Linked DNA regions of Macaca mulatta: region 2 is linked to region 1. The links are chromatin contacts, called in public Hi-C maps. All regions are on one chromosome and are shown on one strand. The core of a region is the stretch at or near the end of the contact, and the rest is flanking DNA. Distances in the headings are between cores, read along the strand shown.

The links. A called contact is a pair of places that touch in the nucleus more often than the background predicts.
Region 2: a contact with region 1 is called in a Hi-C map of CD4 T cells, with 3 times the contacts expected there. The contact joins two enhancer-like sites. A contact is called at or near these places in 2 of 14 Hi-C or Micro-C datasets (CD4 T cells and fetal cortex germinal zone).

Annotation. Positions count from the first base shown.
Region 1 is chr1:138,975,651-138,981,388 of T2T-MMU8v2.0, reverse strand. No RefSeq gene overlaps it. Among named protein-coding and RNA genes, the nearest start is that of S1PR1, 51 kb to the left of the region's middle. Within about 2 kb of position 3,333, at least 6 of the 40 cell types and tissues checked have an H3K27ac peak or open chromatin away from gene starts, as enhancers often do. A contact at or near this core is called in CD4 T cells, where this site is marked.
Region 2 is chr1:139,138,360-139,144,097 of T2T-MMU8v2.0, reverse strand. All of the region lies in intron 2 of LOC144332644 (a long non-coding RNA gene), which reads right to left. Among named protein-coding and RNA genes, the nearest start is that of DPH5, 100 kb to the left of the region's middle. Within about 2 kb of position 3,612, at least 6 of the 40 cell types and tissues checked have an H3K27ac peak or open chromatin away from gene starts, as enhancers often do. A contact at or near this core is called in CD4 T cells, where this site is marked.

The DNA.
Region 1 (5,738 bases), core at 2,084-4,583:
TTGCAGTCTGATTAATATTTAATTACATCTATATATCTGTCCAGAACCCAGCATGCAATTCTTGTCGACCCTGTGAGGACAGTTCCAAAATGACTTGGGGAAAAATAAATGGAGGGCCGAGTACGGTGGCTCATGCCTGCAATCCTAGCACTTTGGGAGGCCGAGGTAGGCAGATCATCTGAGGTCAGGAGTTCGAGACCAGCCTAGCCAAAATAGCGAAACCCCGTCCCTACTAAAAATACAAAAATTAGCTGGGCATGGCAGCGGGCGCCTATAATCCCAGCTACTCAGGAGGCTGAGGCAGAAGAATCACTTGAACCCAGAAGGCGAAGTTTGCAGTGAGCATGCGCCTGTAGTCGCAGGTACACAGTAGGCTGATGGAGGAGAATCTCTTGAAACCCGGGGGCAGAGGTTGCAGTGAGCCAAGATCGTGCCACTGCACTCCAGCCTGGGTGACAGAGCGAGACTCTGTCTCCAAAATAGATAAATAAATAAATAAATGGAGGTGGAAAAGCCCAAGGGACTTGACCAGACCAGCTAGACTGCAATGCATAGTCATTGTGTATTTCAGAAAAAGATATTCTAGCAGGGATCTCAATCTCAGATGCCTTCCAGGGCCAAACACATGTGTGGGGCATAGAATAAGATATTAAAGAATGATGAGAGTTCTGGAAAATTAGAGAGGGCTTGCCAAAAAGCATTTTAGATTAAAACAAAACAACAAAACCAAACACTACCCTAGACAAACACATTGCTGACCAGATTCTGCCCAAAGGCTGATTTCAGCCTACTTGTGACATAAACTAAAACATTCTCGGCTGTTACAATAGTGGCATAGCTTATCAAGCGAATGAATTATTTGGAGCTTTGTACTAAGGCTGTGTAGTCACATATGTGATGTTAATTCATTGTTTCACTTTCTAAGGGTTCTAGGCCTGCAGCCTTATTGTTGTTAGGAAATTACTGCCACCTAGTGGTCACTGGGGCTGTGCCAGCACCAAAGAAATCTGTGGAGCTTTCATCTTCCAAATGTTTGTCTTGTGACGCATGCCACAAACATTCAAATAAGCTACATAAACCTTTTTATACTGCAGTGGTTAATAGCTCACAAGTGGTGAGGGCTGTTGTTGTATAATTAATGTTGTGACTGGGAGGCTTGTGCTTACTTAGTTGGTGTCTGTTCCGTACATTTTCTTCTGCCACTGTTGTGTGTTTGTACTAATGCTATCTCTTTGGCATAGGTATAGAAGTTCATTAAGTATCTGAGAGCCTGTGTTGAAAGGATTAAATGTTTGAGGGGGCATAGAAAAAAAAAAACACTGGAGAAAGAATCAGATTTTGATATATATGTTAGCTGTGTGACTTTGAACAAATCACCGGGCCTCTCTATAACAGCTCTGGCTGCTCAAAAATGCGGGGTTGGACCAGACGTAGTGGCTTACCCCTGTAATCCCAGCACTTTGGGAGGCCAAGGAGGGAGGATTACTTGAGTCCAGGAGTTCGAGACCAGGCTGGGCAATATAGTGAGACCTGTTGTTACAAAAAATAAGAAAACAAAAATGTGGGAGTGAAATGGTTTAGCAGTTTTCCACCAAACCCCATGCGGGGCAGGCGTCTTCTGAGGAACACCGTGGGTTTAGAAGTCTTCATGGATCTTTGGGTGTGAGGGCTTGGGATGAAGGGGGAAGGTTGAAAAGGAAGCTCCAGACTGCTTCAACCAGAGCAGGCTTTATAAAAAGTGAATTCAAAAAAATTTGGTTTTGAATAGGTAATCCATGTATGTGATTCAAAATTCAAGAGGTAGAAAAGAGCACATAGCAAGAAGTCTCCTCACTAATCTGTCCCAACGTAGAGGAGACCAATGTCACAATCTATTCTCTATATTTTTAGAGATATCCCCCCATATTGCCCAACCCCTTTCTTTTATTAACACAAATAATAACATCATACACACTGTTCTATAGTGCTTCTTTTTATCTATTTATGTATTGCAGTTTCATATAACATTTCACTTATACTTCAGTATACTCAGACATAGATGTATAAAATTTGACTAGATACTCTATAAATGTCTTTTGTAAGGGCATTGACTCTTTTTTATTTTTATTCTTTTAAATGTTTTTAGAGACAAGGTCTCACTTTGTCACCCACGCTGTAGTGCAGTGGTGCGATCATAGCTCACTGCAGCCTTGACCTCCTGGGCTCAAGTGATCCTCCTGCCTCCAGAGTTGCTGGGATTACAGGCGTGAGGCACCATGCTTGGCGGCATTGACTCTTACACTCACATTTTTAATCTAATGTAAAATAAATGATCCATAGATTTGTAGCTATGCAGAGATAAAAACCATTTGTCTTGGCGCCAGACCCCTGAGAGACAGGAAGAGAGTGAGCTCTAGGAGAAGGCCTCTTCCAATATTTTCAGCTACAAGGCTTGTTTGGCTGCTGTTAACCATAATCCATAATCATGATCCACAGTAATCAAAGCATGGGGGTGCACAACAGCACGGAAACTGCTCCGTAGGCTGAGAAGTATGGCTCACAACTGTAATTCCAGTACTTGGGAGATTGAGGCAAGAGGATCGCTCGGCCCAGGAGTTTGAGACCAGCCTGGGCAACACAGAAAGACCCCATCTTTATTTTAAAATAAATAAATAAATAAATAAAGATAAAAGAAACTGCTCAGGCACAGTGCTGGATGTATCCACAGCTGTAAATGAATTTGAAGGTTTGGGAAGGACAGAGTAAGAAGGTGAAGACCAACCATTTTAGAAATCTTGTTACATTTTAAGTTAACTAGAGATAGACTGCTTCTTCCATAGATTTCTCTATTGGATATTTTTTTCTTTCTTTCTTTAAACAGGATCAAATTTCCCTTAGAACAGCGACTCTCAACCCTAATTGCATGTTTGAATCATCTGGGAGCTTTCAGAAACTCCCACAGTCAGAGCCCCATCCACAGGATTCTGATTTAATTTGTCTGGGGGGTGAGGCTTAGCACCTGGCAGTTTTGGAAAGCTCCGTAGATGATTCTAGATGCAGCCAGGTGACAATTGAGTTGTAGCTTCTGAGTAACTGGCCAGTGATTCAGTTCCATTCTGCTCTACTGGGTGGTTGTCTCCAGGCAAATAGCCAGATTCCTTCTCTGCTTCCTTCCTTTAACCTTCTCTTTCTGCCTTCTTTTTATCGCATGATCACTATCTGTCTTGGATTGTTGCTTGTTTGGATGTTTATCAGTCTCCCGAGCATACAGATCCCCCGCAGGTAGTCTGGGCTGGAAACTGTCAACTCCTACCCTTTGCAGTTTCTCTCAGATTCAGCTGCTAAACATGTCACCTGAGGGCTGTGACTCACAAGTTCTAGGTCGGAGGTTCTTAGACTAGCAGCATCAGCACCACCTCAGAAGTTCTTAGAAAATCAAATTCTCAGCCCAACTTAGGTCTAATTTAGCTCGCTAAATTAGAAACTCTGTGGGTGGAGCTAAGGGTATTCTATCAGTAGTCTTGAACCACAAGCTTGTAGCATTTGGAATTAGTTGTGCTGCCATGGGTGCTCTTATCTTGAGCAAGTTGTCCCCACCATCTCTATCTTATCTTGGTGCTAGGGAATAACTGGGCTTCTTTCTTGATTTCTGTCCTTTGCACCTGAACACTCCACGATGCTAGGTCTTTCCCAGACTCAGTCCACACACCCCTTCCCCCACCATCCTCATCCCCTGTAACTCCTGATCCTAAAAGAGACCTCTCCAATTCCCCCAAGCCAGAAACAGATTTTCCCAAGGGGACTGCCTGGAAGACTTTATGTTTATACTTAGTAACTTCATTTGCCAGACTGCCCAGAAGGACTAAGCCTCTTCCTCCTTTGTGGCTTTGCTGATGACTCTGCGCTGAAGCCTGATGACTTACCTAATTGGTGCCAAATTTTCCTGTACTGAGACATGATTTTATCAGCTGTAGTTATCAAGCAATGGGACGTGATTTGGTTTTAAGCAGTCCTAGAACTGAAGCACCTCAGTGAATGTTGTCCTTCGAAGTAGTTATCACGGGAAGTCACCCACTTATTCTAACAAGGCTGTCATTGTTGAAAATCTGACAGAAAATGCTCTCCTGGGTCTGCTGCAATACAGAGTCTGATGTTTGTGCTCCTGCCTGATCGGGTTGCATCTTCTACCACCATCTCCCACATGCCCATTGCTTTAACCACATAGCAGTTTCCTATTTCCTGAACTTACCCTGCACTTTCACATCTCCATGACTTTGTTATTCTTATTCAGCTTGGAATGTTCTTTTTATGCCTTTCTTTCCTTATTAAAATTCTATGTTTTTCCACCAATGGCCAACTAAGATGCTACTTTTCCTATGATGCTTTTCCTTACTCTTCAAATCAAAACGATGGCTTGCTTTCTTCTCACATGTCATAGTTTTTCACTTTTGCTGGTAATGAAGCATGTTTGCTCGAGTAAGCATTGCCTTCTAATGTAAGCTTCTTGACAGCAGGGACCATGGAAACCATCCATTCTTCTTGCAGTGTCCAACACAGTAAGAGGTTGACAACTCTCTATGAAAAGCCTCCATAAGGAACCAAGTGAGGAAATCAATTTATTTAGTTCATGTATTTATTGAGTTTATCTATTTGGTTTATTTATGTATCACTCTGTCACCCAGGCTGGATGGCACAATTATAGCTCACTGTAGCTTCGACCTCCTGGGCGCAAGGGATCTGCCTGCCTCAACCTCCCAAGTAGCTGGGACCACAGGCACATGTCACCATACTGGGCTATGTTTTGTTTTTGTCTTTGAGATGGAGTCTTGTTCTGTTGCCTAGGAGGGAGTGCAGTGGTACCATCTCGGTTCACCACAACTTCCACCTCCTGGGTTCAAGCAAATCTCCTGCCTCAGCAGGAGAATTGTAATCCCAAGTAGCTGGGATTATAGACGCCCATCACTACAATCGGCTAATTTTTGTATTTTTAGTAGAAAGGGGGTTTTACCATGTTGGTCAGGCTGGTCTTGAACTCCTGACCTCAGGTGATCTGCCCACCTTGGCCTCCCAAAGTGCTGGGATTACAGGAGTGAGCCACCGCACCCGGCCTACTGGGCTAATTTTTAAATGTTTTTTTTGTAGATACAAGGTCTTCCTATGTTGCTCAGGCTGGTCTTGAGCTCCTGGCCTCAAGCGATTCTCCCACCTTGACCTCCCAAAGTGTTGGAATTATAGGCATGAGCCACTATGTCCAGATTATTTAGTTTATTATTTAAAAATGGTATTATATCCTGTCTGATAACTACTTTAATCAGCATAACTAGGAACAAAGGACTTTAAGCTATTTCACACAATTATTCATCTTAAAGGATAAAGATTAGATGAATTTTAGGAATAAAGAAAAGATGTGTCAGGTGTGATGGCTCACACCTGTAATCCCAGCACTTCTGCAGGCGGAGGTGGGAGGATTGCTTGAGGCTGGGAGTTCGACACCAGCCTGGGCAACATGGTGAGACCTTGTCTCTACAAAAAGTACAAAAATTAGCTGGGTGTGGAGGCGTGTGCCTGTAGTCCCAGCTACTTGGGAGGCTGAGGTGGGAGCTTTGCTTGAGCCATGGTGGATGGAGGTTGTAGTGAGCTGAGATCATACCACTTCACTCCAGCCTGAAAGACACTGTCTCAAAAAAAAAAAAAAAAAAAAAAAGTCAAAGAAACGATATATCCTTAAGCACTAGCAGCTGGGATGAAGTATATAACCT
Region 2 (5,738 bases), core at 2,363-4,862, 160 kb before region 1:
AAGCACCTCAAAAACAACCTGTCTAGAACAGAATTTGTCATCTTTGCCACAATACCTTTTCCTATGTTCCCTCTCCTAGTTATGGCACCACCATCCACTCAAATAACCAAGCAAGAAAGCTAGATATTCATTATACCTCCCATCTTACCATCCACATCCAACCTTGTACCCTCTCCTGTTGATGTGACTTTTAAAATTTCTTAATAATGCTCAAATCCATTTACTTCTCTTCATCCTCACTGCCTCTGCTTTTATGTGAAAGTTACACTTGTCTCTGGGCAATAGCAGGTCTTAACTGGTTTCCCTCCAATCTTACCTCACCCTCATTCATTCTCCATACTGCAGCCAGGGTGATATTTCCAAAGTTCAATCATGTTACTACTCCTGTTTAAGACCTACAGTGATTGCCTATTACCCTCAGGATAAAGCAGTTGGCGGATATTTGCTGAGTGAATGATCAACTTTTATCTTTTCAAATCATGAGAATAACTTTAAGGTTGGACATTATTCCATTTTTTTCAGGTAAGGGCACTAAGGCTAAAAGAGCTTTAAGAACTTACCCCACAGTCAAATGGCCAGGTTTGTCTGACTTCTGAAGCTGTGCGCTTTCTATGTCACACTGCCTGTCTTTTCTATTCAAAGATGGCCTTTTCATGCAGACGGTGAAGAAAGACTGCTGATTGCATAGTGGATTTCTGTCAGTCATGCACAAGTAAATAATCTCTGATTCCAACAATGTTGTAGCAATTGCTTTACAAAATTATCTTGCACTGCAGTAAAACTGTAATTAACCAGAATCTTCAATTAAGCAGAGTTTGTTTTAAGAGCACTCAGAGGAAAGACATTGCAAACTTTAAGACAAAATAGCCATATTACCACCAAACACAAGCTGATATAATTTTCTTTTTTTTTTTTTTTTTTGAGACTAGGTCTCTCTCTGTTGCCCAGGCTGGAGCACAGGGTACAAACACGGCTCACTGGAGCCTTCACCTCCCAGGCTAAAGCAATTCTCCTGCCTCTGTCTCCTGAGTAGCTGGGACTACAGGCATGTACTACCACAACTGAATAATTTTTAAATATTTTGTAGAGATGGGGTCTTGCCATGTTGCCCAAGCTGGCCTCAAATTCCTCGGCTCAAGCCATCTTCTTGCCTCAGCCTCCCAAAAATGCTGGGATGACAGGCATGAGCCACCATACCCAGACTACATAGGATTTTTAAGAGATGTTTCCAAGGTATAACTTTGAATTTTTATATATTGAGCTCCATGGTTTATATTGTCTTCTATGGCACGTATAATAATCACCAAATAGAGCTTGTATCAGAATAGTGCCTAGCACATAGTAAATGCTCAGTAAATTTGTGAATAATGAATAAATTAAGGAATGAGAAAAGCAAAAGCCTCAGCATTCTAAGATTCAGGATCATTTTCTTATTTATGGTTGTCATATTCTTCCCATGAAGGGAAAATAGTAAATGAATATATTTTAGTTAGGTTTTTCACTATGTGGGTCAAAACAACAAAAGAGTTTTCTTATCCTTGCTAAACTAGAAAACTCATTCAACCAAAACAACTTATTTCCTAAATATACTGGTAAAATATGCATATTAGCCTAGTTTTTAAAGTTTCTATTGAAGTTTAACATATACTTGTATTTATATTTAATATGGATTTGGCCACATTGAGAAAGAAGATTGACAAAGTTGGTTGAAATGGAAGTTTTGAGCTTATTGGTAAATTATAAATATTAGAATTATCCCTATCTACATTAAGATTTCAGATTCCTGGCCTGGCACGGTGGCTCACACCTGTAATCCCAGCACTTTGGGAGGCCAAGGCGGGTGGATCACGAGGTCAAGAGATCGAGACCATCATGTTCAGCCAACATGGTGAAACCCTGTCTCTACTAAAAATACAAAAATTTAGCTGGGTGTAGTGGCACATGTCTGTAGTCCTAGCTACTTGGAAGCTGAGGCAGGATAATCGCTTGAAACTGGGAGGCAGAGGTTGCAGTGAGCCGAGATGGCGCCACTGCACTCCAGCCTGGGTGACAGAGCGAGGCTCTGTCTTAAAAAAAAAAAAAAAGATTTCAGATTCCCTCTGGGTCATCTTTTTCTTAACCGTCTTCACAGTAATATACTGTGGTGTTACCTATCATAATTTTAATCAAGTTTAATTTATTATCATATTTGTTATATTAAAACAAAAGTAGAATGCTCATTTTCTGAGTGAAATATACAATAGATCATTTTTACTCAGGGAAAAGTTACCACTGGAATTGTATACATCGCATTCTATACTTCTAGGCCTTTATTTTTATAATAAAAATTACATTTCTAATATTGTTTTCAATATTTTAATAAATAAAGCTCTAATATGAAGAATCTGAAGATGCACAACTGAAGGAAATTAAATCTTATCTCTCCTTTAAAACAATCAAATCATTATTTGCATTACTGGTTATAATGTCTGATCGGCTTTGGGGTCATGCTGTAAATAGGGCCAGAAAATGCGGGGGTTGGAAATCAAGCTTGAGTTTCCATTGCAATGAAATTATGATTTGGTTATGATACACTGACAACTTGTATCATCTTTTTTTTTTTTTTTTTCTCTTTCACCCAGGCTGGAGTACAACGGCATGGTCTCAGCTCACCGCAACCACTGCCTCCCAGGTTCTAGCGATTCTCCTGCTTCAGCCTCCAGAGTAACTGGGACTACAGGCACGTGCCACCACACCTGGCTAATTTTTGTATTTTTAGTAGAGACGGGGTTTCACTATGTTGGCCAGGCTGGTCTCAAACTCCTGCCCTCGTGATACGCATGCCTCGGCCTCCCAAAGTGCTGGGATTACAGGTGAGAGCCACTGTGCCCAGCCCAGTTTGTATCAAGTTTAGTTACATCCTCATTGTTTATGAATGTAAGTCTAATATCCCACTACCTCTAAAGGAATCTGTATGGGAAATTTATATTTTTCAGCAATCTTAAGGGTTTCTGATGGAAATGAATCCCATCCTGAGACATAGATGAGATTATTTTAGTACTAAAAGTTTTGATACATTTAATAAAAATTCGTTTTCAACCATGGCACAATATTGAAAAATTTGAAAAAAATCTTGGGGTGGGGTTAACAATTAGGTTAATAGTAAAGATGATAGATTTTTCAGAACCCCTTTTTGACAAGACCTGGGCTTCTGGAGAATGCGATTACAACTGTTTGCTCATCCACCTGGCTGGGGAAGCACAATGGCACACTATTTTTTGTTCGGGGAACCTTCTCTGATTCTTGAATCACATAAAGAACAGCCACAGTAAGCCTGGAGTAGAAGCACATCTTCACAACAGGTTTGAGAAGAGGAGGAAGTGCTGCATGCATTGTGCATCTATGCAAATTCACATGACTCTGTGTGTGGGGCACTTTGTGCAGGAGAATCCATCTAGCGTTGCTTTCCTCCCTGAGTCTCTGAGGGTTGGGCTTCCTTCCTGCTGTAAAGTGGGGTGGGAATCTCTCTGAAACCACTCTGTTTCCCTGCCTTGTTTTTTAACTCCCTGTGAGCTATGCAATAGATCAAGCTCATTCTCTTTGTTGACATGCTCAGCTTTGCCTTCTCATGCATCTGACTTCAATGTTTCTCGTAGTCTTCAAATGAACTTTGTATAAAACAGAGCAGCTGCCTGTAACAGATAACAGCAAAGCACCTGGGTCATAGACCAGTGTGGTCAGCGGCTCCTTCCTAAGCTGCAGTCTGCTTCTTTGAGGATTGCCTGAGTTCTCAACTGCCACAGATCAAGAAAATCTAATCATGGTTTGATTCCAGGAGAGAAAAAAAAATCAGTTTAAAATTCAAAGTATTAATGTAATCATTTATGAAAACAAGAAACCTCTAAAAGTCTGTTTCAGAGAGTTTAAAGAGGGAAGGAAGCAGGAAGGAAATCCCCTCAACAGTTTTATCTAGAAAAAAATAAAATTGTATCTATGCCACCTCCATGTTGACAAAAATAATGCAGAAGAAGAACCTGGTGGACATACTTTTAATTAGATCAGTGATGTTCACAGGATCAGGTACAAGAGCATTGGATATAATCTATTTGATTTATACTCATTACTGCATACTTAAAAGAATTTCATACCCTGTGCTGCTCCTTCTCAGGCAGCTTAGTGGTTATTGTGGATCATGAACCACACCTTTTTGATCAGATAAAACTAAAATGTGATGATGAGGGGAGAAAAAAAGCCCTATGTTCATTACCATTGCTTATAAAAATATATAAGACATCAGATATCTGAGATGAAAATCAATTTATTAGACTTTTCGTTAAGTTTGTGGCAACATTTTAAACAATAATATTGCTTATCAAGTCACCTTTTATTGGGTTAAAACCTCCTGCAGCATCTAAGCTGAAAGAAGACTTCACTGATTCATGCTTACATTTGAGTTTTAAAACAGCACCTCTTCAGGTAAACTACTTTGACAGTTATTTTGCATACACCAAAAAGACTTCACTTGTGCAGTGAACAATCTACATTAACATATTTGATGGTCCCCCAAATTTCCCAAAGTCTTTTTTCTTTTCTTTAAAAAAACTTTTTTTATTTCCATAGTTTTTGGGGAACAGGTGGTGTTTGGTTCCATGGAAAAGTTCTTTAGTGGTAATTTCTGAGATTTTGGTACACCCATCACTTGAGCAGTGTACATTGTACCCAATGTGTAGTCTTTTATCTTCCATCCCCCTCCTACCCTTCCCCCTCAGTCCCCAAAGTCCATTATATCATTCTTATGTCTTTGCATCCTCATAGCTTAGCTCCCAGTTACAATTGAGAACATACGATGTTGGTGTTTGGTTTTCCAATCCTGAGTTATTTCACTTAGAATGATGACCTCCAATTACATCCAGGTTGCTGCAAATGACATTATTTCATTCCATTTTATGGCTGAGTAGCATTCCATGGTGTGTGTGTGTGTGTATCACATTTTCTTTATCCACTTGTTTGATGGGCTTTTAGACAGACTTCATGTATTTGCAAATGTGAATTGTGCTGCTATAAACCAAAGTCCTTTTTCTAACCCAACTGAAACCCTTAAACTCCTAGTATATAGAAATTTGGAAGCTACCACAGGCATCAAGTCTTTTGACTCTAGCCTTAAAAAGCTCTAGAATACCCTCCTTTTTATCCTCACCACTAATGACATATGACAAGCCTTTGAAGTCACTTTCCTACACTCTTCTAGGAAAGCTTCTAACTGATCGGATTGCCTCCTGTCTACTCTTTACATTGATGATGGAATTGTCCTTTCAAAAGTGGCACTGATAGTTTCACTCTTACTCTTAAGAATCTTCAGAAGAGTGAATACAAAATAGGTTACAAAAGTGGCATGATATTTAATCACTTTAGCCTCTGAGGCACCCTGGGTGGGAGAAAGCAGCCAGAACCCCAGTTAATTGCCTCCGACCTGAAGCAACTTCTATCGGTAACCCAGCATATTATCCAAATATTACTATTTTTATGTAGGTCATTACATAAGAGCTCCAACAGCACTGCTGTAAAGCAACAGTTCTTAACTGAGACCTGAGAACCCCTGGAGAGCAATGTATGGGCATTAAGATATTTGAGATGCTCCATAGGTTTCTGGGGAGTGGATCCATAGAAAGGATCTATTCTTGAGGGGACCATACCTGTTAAAAAGTTAAAAACAGATCCACAGTACACATTAGTTTTAGGCGGTTCTATACTATCTGCAC